2 separate regions of the Zea mays genome follow, and region 2 is linked to region 1. The links are chromatin contacts, called in public Hi-C maps. All regions are on one chromosome and are shown on one strand. The core of a region is the stretch at or near the end of the contact, and the rest is flanking DNA. Distances in the headings are between cores, read along the strand shown.

Evidence for each region. Hi-C and Micro-C count contacts between places; a contact is called where the count stands out from the background.
Region 2: a Hi-C map of tassel shows a contact between it and region 1, with 2.1 times the contacts expected there. The contact joins the promoter of LOC103627470 here to the promoter of LOC542573 in region 1. A contact is called at or near these places in 2 of 25 Hi-C or Micro-C datasets (leaf and tassel).

What each region holds. Positions count from the first base shown.
Region 1 is chr5:192,524,864-192,531,364 of Zm-B73-REFERENCE-NAM-5.0, forward strand. It overlaps LOC542573 (nitrilase 1), which reads right to left and starts at 2,296. Exons shown (of 6, transcript NM_001112112.2): 1 at 2,073-2,296; 2 at 1,136-1,566. The coding sequence starts at 1,280.
Region 2 is chr5:192,876,055-192,882,555 of Zm-B73-REFERENCE-NAM-5.0, forward strand. LOC103627470 (E3 ubiquitin-protein ligase RMA1H1) reads right to left here and starts at 3,084. Exons shown (of 3, transcript XR_553621.4): 1 at 2,815-3,084. LOC109939988 (a long non-coding RNA gene) reads left to right here and starts at 3,140. Exons shown (of 2, transcript XR_002262482.1): 1 at 3,140-3,231; 2 at 4,799-5,134.

The DNA of each region.
Region 1 (6,501 bases), core at 1,046-3,545:
AGCCTCTCTCCCTCCCTGCTACATTTCTGGTCAAAGTTGTTGGTCTCTACTCCTGGGTACTGATCGCCGTTACTCCTCCTCCTGGTTGACGACGCCCTTGTTTTGATGGTGCCACCAAATTACAGAAACTCTAGCACCACGTCCATGACAGAGGACGTCCCCTCCAGCAACCAGGAGTAGCCAGTGATCGTCGACCCCTATGCCACAGTCCGCGTCAAGTCCCACATCTCCATGACGTTGGAAATGCAGAACTCCAACTACACCAAGTGGGCATCCCACTTCAAGTCATTGGGCGAAAAAATTGGCTTCAAGTCACACATCAACGGCACGCCGGCACGGACGCTGCCAATTCCACTGACCCTCAATGGGATTAGGGCCATTAGGCGGACTGCTGCATCCGTAGTTGGATATTTGGCTATGTCGATGACTCCATCCTTGCCACGCCATGGATGGCGACGACCAGACTACACACGATATCTGGGTCATCATTGGGAACCTCTTCCGCACCAACAAGAAGCCTCAGGCCATCTTCCTCAGCCATGAGTTCCACACCAAGCAGCAAGGCGACACTTCCATCGACTCCTAACAGTGCATGAAGACCACCATCAACGCCCTCCATGAGATTATCTTGTCCTCAACCTTCTCCACGACCTTAACCCTAGCTTGTCCAACACCGCCGACATCATCGTCAACTCCACGGTGCTGCCCAACTTCGCCACGTCACACCACACACACACACACCACTATAACATTCATTTTCCTACCTAGCTAATTCACCCTGAGAAAAACCAATCGCTCCACATGTCTATGATCATCATCACCAGTAATACAGGACGATGTCTCCTTCGAAGTAGATGCCATCATGCCAATCAACTGATACTGTATTGGAGAAATGATGCTACATACAAGGACACTGCCAAAATTCAATTAAACGATTTATTTAACATTATTTACAAGTACGAGCCATTACTACACACAAATTGAGTAAGCTAGTTTTCGGCAAGACAAACAAGCGAACACCTTGAGCGCAGTATCAACCTAAATACCCACACGGGAGAAACAACAAACCGAACACCATAGGTGCTACTGTAACAACTGCAAGAACAACGGGTATATAGAGCAAAATTACACGCACCGAGAGTCGCAGGGGTGTCGTAGAACACGGACGACGCCTGAACGACGGTGACCCGCGCCGTTGTTGCGGTCTGGTCGGCGCCGGCATTCATCTCCACCTCCGGGATCAAGGCCTCGCTGTCGGACCTCGATGGGACCAGGGCCATCGTCTCCGACTACCAAGCAATCACCTGGGGACCGCAGAAGGCGGGCTACTTGTCGTGCTTCTTGCGGAGGTAGTCACGGACGAATTGGTCCCGAGCGAGCGTGCGAGCGCGCTGGGGCTCGATGTGGACGTAGGAGAGGTGGATGCCGAAGGTAAGGAGACCCGCGCCGAAGGTGAAGAGTGAGGTCGTGGAGAGAAGCTGCCGGGAAGTGGACGGGGAGCACCACCCCATCCGTCAGCACAGTGAGTGGCGGAGTGGCGCGGTATGTGTGGAGAAAGTTTGTCGTCTGTACCGAAGTCACTCTAGTCACATTATTTAAACGAATATAAAATTAGTCTTTTAGCTAACCTAAAAATACAACATTTAAAATACAAATAAATCTGATTACTTAATTAAATGAATAGAATTATATAGTAGATAAAACAATTAAAAATAATTCAATTTAAATGTAAATATTAAAATAATAATAATAGCACCCACCGGTACCTATTGGACGGGCAATCAAAGTTCTGACTGTCAATCGCGGTGCCAGTGTAGTGTGTACTTGCATGGAGACGCCATAGACACTTGACATTGTGAAATCAACAACACTAAAATTACATCATTCTAACAGAAATTTATCACAAATTAACATTCCAACAACATCAAATAATATTTTTAACACAATCTGTACATACGATCTGTACAAACAAAATCCATTTATCCATGCAAGTAATCTTTTCAAATCCCTACAAGCAATCTGTCCAAAACTCTAAATTGAAACACTAATTTATCCAAGCCTGTTTAATTTACCAGAGAAGACTCGGCGCTCGGCGGCGGCTCGGCTGCTCGGCGGCGCCCTGTGTTCGGCGGTGGCTCGGCTGCTCGGCGACTTGCTGCTCGCTGCACCGTATTCTAAGGACGCCTGGTAGATGCTGGAAGCCGGAGCCCGGATGGCCTGCGGCCCTACACGAGCACGGCTGGAGCTTCAAGCTTGGCGGCTAGGGTTACAAACTTGGAGACAAGAGAGAGTGAGAGAGACCGACTGACCGCGCGAGACTCAGAGGGCGAGAGGTATAGAGCCGTACGTAGGCTGTTCGCTTGGAGCTGGCCTGGGTCCTGGACTCCTGGGCCGCTTGGCGGCCTTGCTAGTTGCTGCTGACGCGTTGACGGCTGATCCCGCGAAGTAGTGAATTAGCGATTTAGTGAACAAGTACAAGCTCAAGCTCCAAGGAGGCTGGACGCTGGCCGTTGGGACCTAGGATGCGTCCACTGTTTGGGTCCACATGTCATATGTCCATTGGGTGACGGATATGGATAGCCGATATACATACTCATGAAATTATTACCCGTGGATATTATATAGTATCCATATCCATACCTGTGGATATGAAACTCCACCATATCCATATCCAACGGTATTTACCCATATTCGTACCCACTGCCATCTCTACATGGCTACATGGGATGTAGAGGGAGGTGACCGAGAGAGGGAAGATGGCCACGTCCAATGGAGAGAGGGAAGCATCCCGCGGTTGTGAGGAGGCGGTGGTCGGCGGAGGGGGTGTGAGTAGGGATGAAAACGAACAGGAATTATACCATCCCATCCCGTCCCGTATTCCCATTTAAAATCGTCCGTTTTCGTTTAATCGGGAAAATGTGAAAACGGTACGGGAACCGGGATAGGTATATCCGGAAACGGGACCGAAAACGGTTGGAGATGTTTCCCGCCCGTATTTACGGTATCCCATATTCTACCGGGAATTTCCCGTTTTATCCCGTTTTACGTTTTGTGGGTCGTGTGCGTGCGTGAAAGCCCATGAGCCATGAATTCTTGGCCCATTGGCCATTGTCGTGTTGTTGCCCATAGAGAATTTCATGTGCATCGTCCCTAACCGTAACATACATAATCAATAAACAATAGGAGACGGAGAGCACAGACGGACAGACCTTTGGGCGTGGGGCTACAGCCAGCAGGACTCTGTCTCCAGTCTCCAAGTCAAAGTTGCGACGACAGCTTCTCCGGTTCTCCCTGTGGTGGATAGATCTGCTGCTCGACTTCTCCAGTTCTCCCTACGGACGGCGCGTCGGCACGCCAGGTCGCCAGCGGCCAGCACCAGTACACCACCGAGGCACCGACGCACATCTTCAGCAACACGCCAACACAGCTCGTCAGCTCTAAATCAGGTATACTGCCACCGCCTAGTAGTTGCCTGTTAATGTTGCCTGTTGTGGTTGACTGGTAAATTGATTTTTCATTGCTAAATTGTTTTGTCCTAGCACACAGAAATTTATTTTTTGTTGCTCACTGAGTCACTACTCGTTTGCTCCAGTTAGGAAATACTGATTGTGATTCATTGAATATTGTATGGAGCAGCAGCAGCTCTGCACCTGCGTGCCTTAGTGCCTATGTGAATTTAAATCCGTGTGCAACTGTTGTCATTTGTAAAGTCTTCAAGGGTGCGCTTGTGTGCTGTCACCGCTGTGTGCATGTAGTTGTTCCTGCTACTGTCCGGTTACCGTTCGTTTTCGGTGAATATTCGTTCGTATTCGTTCGTTTTCGTATACCCGTATATTTCGTAACCGTTTTCGTTACCGCCTTTTTCGCTCCCGCTCCCGTTTTCGGTAAAAAAAAATGGTAACGGAAATGGGAGAGGTAGTTTCCCGTCCGTTCCCGTTCGTTTTCATCCCTAGGTGTGAGGCCGCAACTCGCGAGGGGTGATTGGAATTGGAGGGGGAAAACCTGGGAGCTGAAGATGAGGTTACACTATGGCCCTATGGAATAGTGTTGACCGTTTAGTTTTTTTTTTTATTCGGCAAATTGACACGACGGACATCGAGTGATGTCGTTTGGTGAGAAGTGCAGGGTAATGGATCAGCTTTATTTTTATTTTCTGTTTGTTTGATTTTTAATAAGATTTTGTTCGGTTATTCCTATACACATGGATTAAATAATATTAGAAAAAATAAAAAAAAATTGACTTATTTGAATTTAAACTCATTCAATCTCACTCAATCCACATGGATTAAAAGCTACCGAACAAGCCCTAATAAGCGGAGCGTTTGATGGAGACTTCGTATGAAAGTTTACTATAAATAGTTAAAATGTCCATGTTCCACCAAAACGATCGGATACGAGGTTCTTCAACCAAATAAAAAATGTAGCGGCTCCTCTCTATTCTACTATTCAACGAAACAAAAAAACGGAGCGACTTTATTATGTTTTCCATATGTATTATAGAATAGACGGGCTCTAGGGCTTAACTAAAAAAATAGAATAGACTGACTCTTCACGAAGAACTCGTCTCTACGATTCTTCGTATACATTGTCTCTTAACTGCATTTATGATTTAAAGGCTCAAGGTTGTATCATATGATTTCTTTGTTGTCTCTTGTACTTAGAAAAATGTTCCATGGTATTAGGTTATACATGCCCTAAGACTATCTCCAGCAGACTATATATCCCAGTCTTTATCTTACTATTTCAAACTGCTCTTTGTAAACACTCCATCTACAGTGCAAAACAGTGTTATACACGCCCCGCATGCACGGTTATCGCTGGAGTCGGCTTAGGGCATCTCCAAGTGCTCCAAAAAAAAGATTCCTGAAAATCAGTTTTAAGGGACATCTAAAAAATAGTGTGGGTAGATTTTAATCCTTTCTTCAACAGATCTGTTAAAGCGGCAGATTGTTTCTGTGGAGCCCAAAAAACCCTTCATTTGTAGCCACAAATGAGGGAGTTTTAAGGGCTATAAAACTGTTGGAGACACGTTTTTGTGTTTTTCCCCAAAAAAAACTTGATTTAGGAGAAACTTCTAGTTCTGGGGAGCTCTTAGAGATGTTCTTAAGGGGGTGTTTAGGATGGATACAGGTTTCAGCTCCAGTGTGAAGCTATAGTTTATAATATCAATTTAGATGGTTTTAAAAGTATTTTTAATCTAAATAATAAACGAAATAACTTTGTTAAATATCTTCTAAAGGCTTACAGCTCTAACTCTATATTTTTCTGGACCACCTAATGACCTACTCTACCAACTATACCAAATTTCTTAGAGTTTAAGTATCCTAAACAGCTCCACTAACTACACCAAATTTCTTGTCACATAGAAGATGTGAAGACTACCCGCGAAATCTATTCCAGACTGTCCAGCCTGCTGCAATTGCTGCGGCTTTGGACCCGACCCAAGTTGCCCATCAGTTCACTTTCCAGAGACTATCGGAAGCGTGTTTTATAGGTATTCGATCGGCAAAATGCAAGGCGACTCTTTTTTTTTCTTGGTGCTCCTGCGCCTCTTGCCGGCGATAGCTTCATGGCCAAGACAAACTTCTTTTACTTCGGTCGTCAATTGAAGTGGATAACTGTCAGAAGTTTCCGAAGGAGGGTTGCCTGATCCTTGGGCGGGGCAGAGCAGCAGAGCACATTGTTCATCCAGATATGGAGCGGAAACGACTGAAAGGAAGGACAAAGGATGACGAGACCAAAGCTGAAAAGGTCGAAGCGCGTATGGTTCATTCGTTCCCTTCCCTTCCCTTCCCTTCCCTACCATTGGCCTCCAAACGAAAGCTCGCCATTGGGCGCTTCCGTGCTATAAGGTTTGGATATGCGATTCCAGTCCACATTGCCGATTTGGACAGAGTCCGCCACGCGCGCATGATTCCAACTTGACTAGTTCATACATGTGACCATTCAACATTTTTAATGCCTCGTAGTCAGAGAATTATAATCTTTTGTAACGGCACACGGTAGAAATGCCCTTGCGGAGGTCATGCCATGACTCATGACTGTCTGAGTTTTTTTTTTTTTACCACGTAGATTAGCGTATCGGAAAGCTTAGTTCGCAAGGTAATCGATTAGGAATAATGTTGTTGAATCTCTGCGTGTCTGATTTTGTGGGGCGTCCACTCGTCCCACGTGATGCTCTTTATCCTCTTTAGGCTTTAGCTACTAATAACCAAGCTGGACACTCTGCCACTCCATCGACGCAGGCACCTGACTGAATGGAACATGGCATCGTGAGAGCCACTGGATTCAATTGAGTTTCTTTCGGTCTGGTTTTGTGTAGTTTCTGTAATCTTGACGAAAACAGCGAACTGAATTCCGGTCTCTTTCAGTCAGATATATGCTAGCTTTTCAGTCACAAAACTGCGATGGTTCTGTTTTTGCGTGTGTGTGTGTCTGATGCTATTTCTGTGGTCTTTGGCCAATCGGGACAGTTTGTTTGCTACATCAGTGCAGTTGTGT
Region 2 (6,501 bases), core at 1,834-4,333, 350 kb after region 1:
GTGACGAATCGGAGCAACTAAATAGAATCTCACCAATCAAGACATACGATCGAAACTGTCCGAGGCAAGCAAAACAAAGCAGCAGCAAAACAAAGGATCATGTGCAAAGACGTATGGGCACAGAGCGAGTGAGTGCGCGTGTGCGTGTGCGTGTGGGGTGTCAGTCAGATGTTGTTCAGCAGCCTATCCACAGTTCAGAGGGCCCTGATCAAGCATCCAAGATAGTACATTGCTGTTGCTCCAGACGAGCAGACAGCAACGCACATGACAATTGACAACTACTGCTCCAGGCTAAATGGGGAGACGGGCGTTAAGGCCAATGGTAATTTTTTTTAACCGCGTCTTGTTGTCGTTTGGTGTTACCGTTCCTTAGACGGAACCAAGGTGGCAAGGTTAGGGTGCGTCCTTGATCGAAACGATTAGGATCCACAGGGTGAACACACTAGCTACAAATATTTACCTCGAGATGAAAGCAGATGAAAGGTATGGGCACTCGAATCCTTGATCCAATCAGCTAGCTATACATGTCCCCGTGATTTGATTTCGGAATTCGGACAACGACGTTGGGCAACTGGACAGCGAAAGGATTAACTCCTTGTTTTCGTCGGAGAGGAAGAGAGGGCCAATGGAGTAGGGTTGACCACACAAACAACATGTAGGGAGAGAAAAAATAGAACATTCTCGGTGAGGGTTTCAAAAGAGTTTTTATTCTCATTTAAGACTAGTTTGGGTGACATAAATCCGGAGAGGATTAGAGAGACTAAAATCTTTTCTTATTCAATTTTAAATAAATTTTTTAAGACCCTCTGATTTTCTAGCTCCTAACTAGTTTGGCAACTATATTTACTAAGGGATTATCATTTTGCCCTCTAATTCCCTCTGGTTTTCTGGCTCACAAACTAGTTTGTCAACTATATTTACTAAGTGATTCTCGTTTTCTTAAAGATAAATGAACTGCTTTCCTTGGAAAAAATGGAAATCTCTTGAAAAAAATGGGTGACACTTCAACAGACTTAACGCCTTATTTACGAAGATAGACAGGTTTTTTTTGACGTGATAGCCTTGATAATGAAAAACTCTGCTAAGACTGTCCTAATCTTTAATCTGATCCTAGTCATTAGTCAAGTACTTATTTCTCTAGAAATAATTGAAAGACAACGACAAGGTAGGATAATGAACCACTTTTAGGTTCCAAAGCAATTATGAGTTTGGACTTTGGAGCACACTAGATACTCAACGGAGATAAGCGCAACAAAAGGTTCCTTTTTAAGCATATCTATGGATCAGAAAAGACGACAACAAAAAAGCAAAGATAATGGTTTCCAGACGGAGATAAGATCCCGAAGCAGGAATAATTTGCCCAGCAACCATGACGGTTTTCTTTTTTCTTGAACCCGTACAACCTCCATACTCTCGGCGTCGCAGTTTACACACGCTGACAAAAACAAAAGCAATGGGGTCGGGAACCCATCAATGATTTGGCCAGCAACTTGGAGGAGGGTTCATTAAATAATACTTCATCTGTTTTAAAATATAATTCGTTTGATGTTTTCAACTCCAACTTTGACCGATCATCTCATTCAAAAAATCATGAAAAAGTAAATATATAAAAAGCATATTTGATAATAAACCAAAACATAATTTTTTTGTTTTTTCCACAAATATTTGAATAAGATGAGTATCAAAGTTAAAATTTTAAAAGTAAAACGAATTATAAAATGGGAAACTTCACACCCATAGAGGCATAGATTTAACTGTCAACGTAGTAGATTTTCGTTGTCTTATGCTAATTGTGCTCTGCACTCTCCATTAATATCCTAATCCAAGGAGTGACTCCGAACAAGCAGCATGTGCATGTAGTTGTGATCGACTAGCGTTGCGTTCTGGCTTTATGATGGAATCAGACGGTCAAAGATCAACACGCGAAGCACACGGATTCAGTAGAGTTTGATGGATTACACTTACACCGCTAATTAATTACCAAAGGGCAAATTGTTTAGTGCACTCGAGATACTAAAACCGATGCATAGGAGGTTATAATCAGAACCCACTCTCATCACGTTTCATTTCAATGATTTGTATCTAGTTAAGCTTAGCATGCAGTTAGCACAGGGTGCCCTCCAAAACAAGGCACCGTTAGCCTTTCAGCCTTTTGTTTTGCGCACTCAACAATCAACATATGGCCGAACCGATCTTTTTTCACACTGAAGCTTTCCTCTACTCTCGATTACATTTCATAAAAGAAAATAATGCATAAAGAAAACACACACACACACAATTCATTACGACCTTTTCAAAAACTCGTAGGTATGACCTGCAATGTACCGAATGGTAGTTCCCAACAGACGTTTGGTTTGGTTTCCTTGCGAAATAAGGAGATAGGAGAGAACAACGATATTTGTGGCGTTGAGAGAACGACGGATACAGATTCGCTGCATCCCTCGAACCACAGGACCAAGAAAAGAAAGCAAGAAAGAAAGAAGAGCCACCGCTAGAGCAAATCAGATCCATGGCGATTCACGTGGAAGCTAGGAGGTGGGGTATCGAAGTGGCGCAGGACATCCGTCGGGAGAGAGAATCATGTCCAAAAGGGAACAACAGGACACAGCGACAGAACGGAAACAATCCAACGAGCACCCATAGCCATAGAAACTGCAGCAGGGGCAAACCAGCTGATCTAAACCGTGAACACAGGCAGAGGGACACCCCGGATACTACACGTATCACAAGCAGCACGTACTCGGATCGCCACATCACTCGGAACCAGTAAGAACAGAACCAATAAGAAGACGGGAACTGACGGCGGCGACTGACCTGCGGCGGCAGGATGCAGCCGACGTCCCTCCGTCTCTCTGTCCCCCAGGTCCAGGGCGCAGGATCACAACAGTGGCGTAGTACAAATAGGCGGAGGAAAAAGATGTGATGGTGGCGATGGCGCTAACAGCTCAGCTTTTATGAGATGAGATGAGACTGCCCTTGGGGCTTGCAAGGAAGAGATCGGATGAGGAGGGAGGAAGGCGGCGGATGCGGCGTGCGCGTCGACGTCAGCGGAGGCGGGGTGCAGTGTAGTGCAGTGCGGGACTGCGGGGGGATAAAAAGGCGGAGAGGTTGCGGAACAAACAAGAGATGGAGCGGCGGTGCAGGCAGATGGCAGAGGCCAGCGACCGGGAGTGGGAAGCGGACGTTTCGCTTGTTGGGTGGGTGCAGTTCGTCTCCATTCTCACCTAGCAGGTAGCAGTAGACCTAGTGTTTTACTATTATTTTCATTTATTAAAAAAAAGTTTGGCTTGCTCTTATCCATTAGCAGCAGTTTCGGGTGTGGTTTTATCGCTCCGTGGTAACATATAAGATCTTTTTTGGTTAGTGCTGGAAAACCTTTTTCTTGAGGGCTTGTTTGGGAGGAAGGATACCGAAGGGACTGGAGGGGATAAAATCCTCTTGCTATTTAAAATTGAATAGTAAGGGGATTTTAGCCCCTCCAATTCTCTTCGGTATCCTTGCTTCCAAACAAGTCCTGAGTGATACCAGCAGATAGCTTGCGCCCGCGTACAAGACCACTTGGCCTTGTTCCGTTCCAAAAAAAAAAAAGGAAAACACTTCAATGGCATGCGAGCGTCGGCATCAGCTCATGCACGCGCACGCCGCTCCCAGCCGCCATAGGGCAAGGAATTCGGCCGATCAGCGCAGCCCGCGCCGTGCGGCCGCGTCAGGCAGGGCTCGTCATCTCTGCTCCCTTCCACGGCAGCGCGGCCGTGCGCCCCAGCCGCAGCGATTTCCATCTGGCAGCTCCGATCCAATATCTTCGCCTCGCCCGCCGCCTGATTGGTTCTCGTTTTAGAGCTGATCTCATGCAGCAGGACTCAGGCCCCTTTGATTGGCTATTTCGACAGCTCTATGACTCTATCTCGGCCTCTCGGGCTCATCGTGTACCAAACGGTAAAGAAAAAATGGCTTCTCGTTAACAGCCCAATAAGAGCTATAACCCGTTTTCTAGTTAGAAGTCAGAGCACCAAAAAAAAACATGACTTCTACTTGTTCCTCCTCTATTTTTCTTATGCACCATTCGAAAGAAACACATAGAAAGTTGTTTTATCAACTAAATTACAAAATAGCTCCGGCTTGAATGAGCCAAAGAAGCTAGATTCGGAACCAAAGGACCATCAGTCAGGAGCAGGGTTTTAAATCTCGTTCAACACATGTTTACCGCTACTCCCAGAAACGAGAAACCGGCGAAAAGACCACCATTTCTTGCCAAACCCCGACCGGTATCGGTTTTCAAATTGAAATCACCAGTTTCTCGTTTTCCTCACCGAGAGATCGCCACTGGAGACAGAGAAACACTAAGGGCATGTTTGGTTGGACGGCGACTATGAAAAAGCCGTTGTGGACTGTGAGACATGGAAAAATCTGTTGTGCGCTGTGACCTATTAAAAAACTAAAAATCGTTTGATCGAAAACACTAAAAATCATTAAAAGTTGTTCGATATATGTTTTTCACAGTTCCATTCGAAAATCACTAAAAGAAGGTCCGAAAATGCTTTCTTTTTTGTACTACGAGAAAATCGTTTTTTTTTAAGAAAAAACTGCTTATGAATCTAGCCATTTAGTTTGGCTTTTGTCTTTTAGGAGGTAGCTAAAGCCAAAAACCAAACAAACACACCCTAAGATTCGTCGGACCACAAGACTAATGCACTAATGCTAAAAAAATATGTTCACTTGGTGTTCACAGATGTAAAGCCTGACTATTCTCAAACATGTCATATTGGTGTAACTCCTTTTCTTTTGTGGACTTGTACAGACAGGCTAGCTCCAGCCACCATCAGCGCAGGAGCCCGAGCGATCCATGCTGGGGAGAAACAAACCTCAGTTTCGTTTCGTTTCCCCGTGGCCTGTCTGCAGAGTGCTTTGGAGTTGGTGCGGCACAAACCCCGTTCAGTCAATAAAACACGCTGACGCATTGCCAAACTGCCTAGTGCCTACTAGTACTCTACCTCTACCTCCGGTGTGTCAGTGCGCGTGGTAGTGCGTGCCCATTAAGCGGCAGGCGCGTAGCTAGGCTGGTCCAGGGAAATGGGAATATTCGTTTCGTTCCCACCATAATGCTCGCGATAAGAATTCTTACCCTATTTTTTTAGTCCATTTATGTAATAGGTAGCTGCTCACTATTAGTAATACATGACTTACTTGTCTCTCTTATATTAGAGTAATATTTTGATTCTTGTGTCTAAGTTGACCGTAAACTCACGTACCACCTTTTTCTCTTCTCTCTTATCTACCTCATTATTTAGCCACAGTTCGTTATTATAATTGCTCTCATGAAAGAGTTGACTGAGGCGAGACCGCGAGATCCGTATCGCGGGACGGGGATGGAGAATCATCCACGCCCCCATAAACTTATCTCGATCTAAATTAGCATATGTCTTGTTAAATTTATACTAAAAACACAATACATAGTTTATTATAAAATATAAAACTAAACTTTTGAAGTATATGTCTCTTGTAGTTTTAAATCTTTTTTGTTCAATTTATATTAATTTAATATAATCAATTTAAATTTGCTTTTAAAAATTACACCTCCTAACATAAACGAGAATGGTCGGATGGGAGAAAAAGTTTCCCTGTAAGCATCAGCGGGGATGAGGATGAAGAAACTTTCTCTACACAGGGATGGAGAAGAATTTTTCTCTACGTGAGGACGGAAATGGGAACCCATCCTCGAGGACCCGACGAAAAATTATACGTTGCGAGGCTCACGCTGGTGGAGGCGTGATGCACAACTTCCTCGATTGACCTCGCGCCAGTCCATAGGGAGTAGCTCATGTGTGGTGGACTGGTGGATCGCACTGAACTGCCCGGAGAAGCTACCGCGTGGTGGAGGCACCAAGATGCGAGCAACATGTGGGCGGGAGTAGTGATGGCAATGAGAAATTCTATATCAGGTTTTAGCTTTCTATTTCCATCTCATGACGAGAACTTTTTTCCACGAGGATCTCCACGAACGTTTATGGAGGACATTTCTTCCCCATCCTTATTTTCCGTGAGGATAAATTCTCGTCGAGATCACCGTCCCCGCTAAAATTATAATCAGGACATACTTCGTATGTTATTAATGCAAAAATATCACTCACATATTGTTAGCTATAAGGAATCATTATGTGTACATCAAAATAAACACATTTGTACAACGAGTGATCTCTTAACAAAATAATTATTTATTTTATCATTAACTATTACATGAAAGCATCGTCACATGTAAGTTTAACGTGTTCTCGTGGTAAATAGGGATGGAGAATGCTTCCCCATCCCCGTCCTCGAGGGAGAATTTTCCCCGGTTACATCCCTATAGGAGAATAAACTTTTTCATCCTCTAAGGGCTAGTTTGGGAGCCACAAAACCGGAGCGGACTGGAGTGGCTAAAATCTCCCTCATATTGAATAAGGAGGGGATTTTAGCCACTCCAGTCCCCTCCGGTATTTGGACTCCCAAACTAGCCCTAAATGG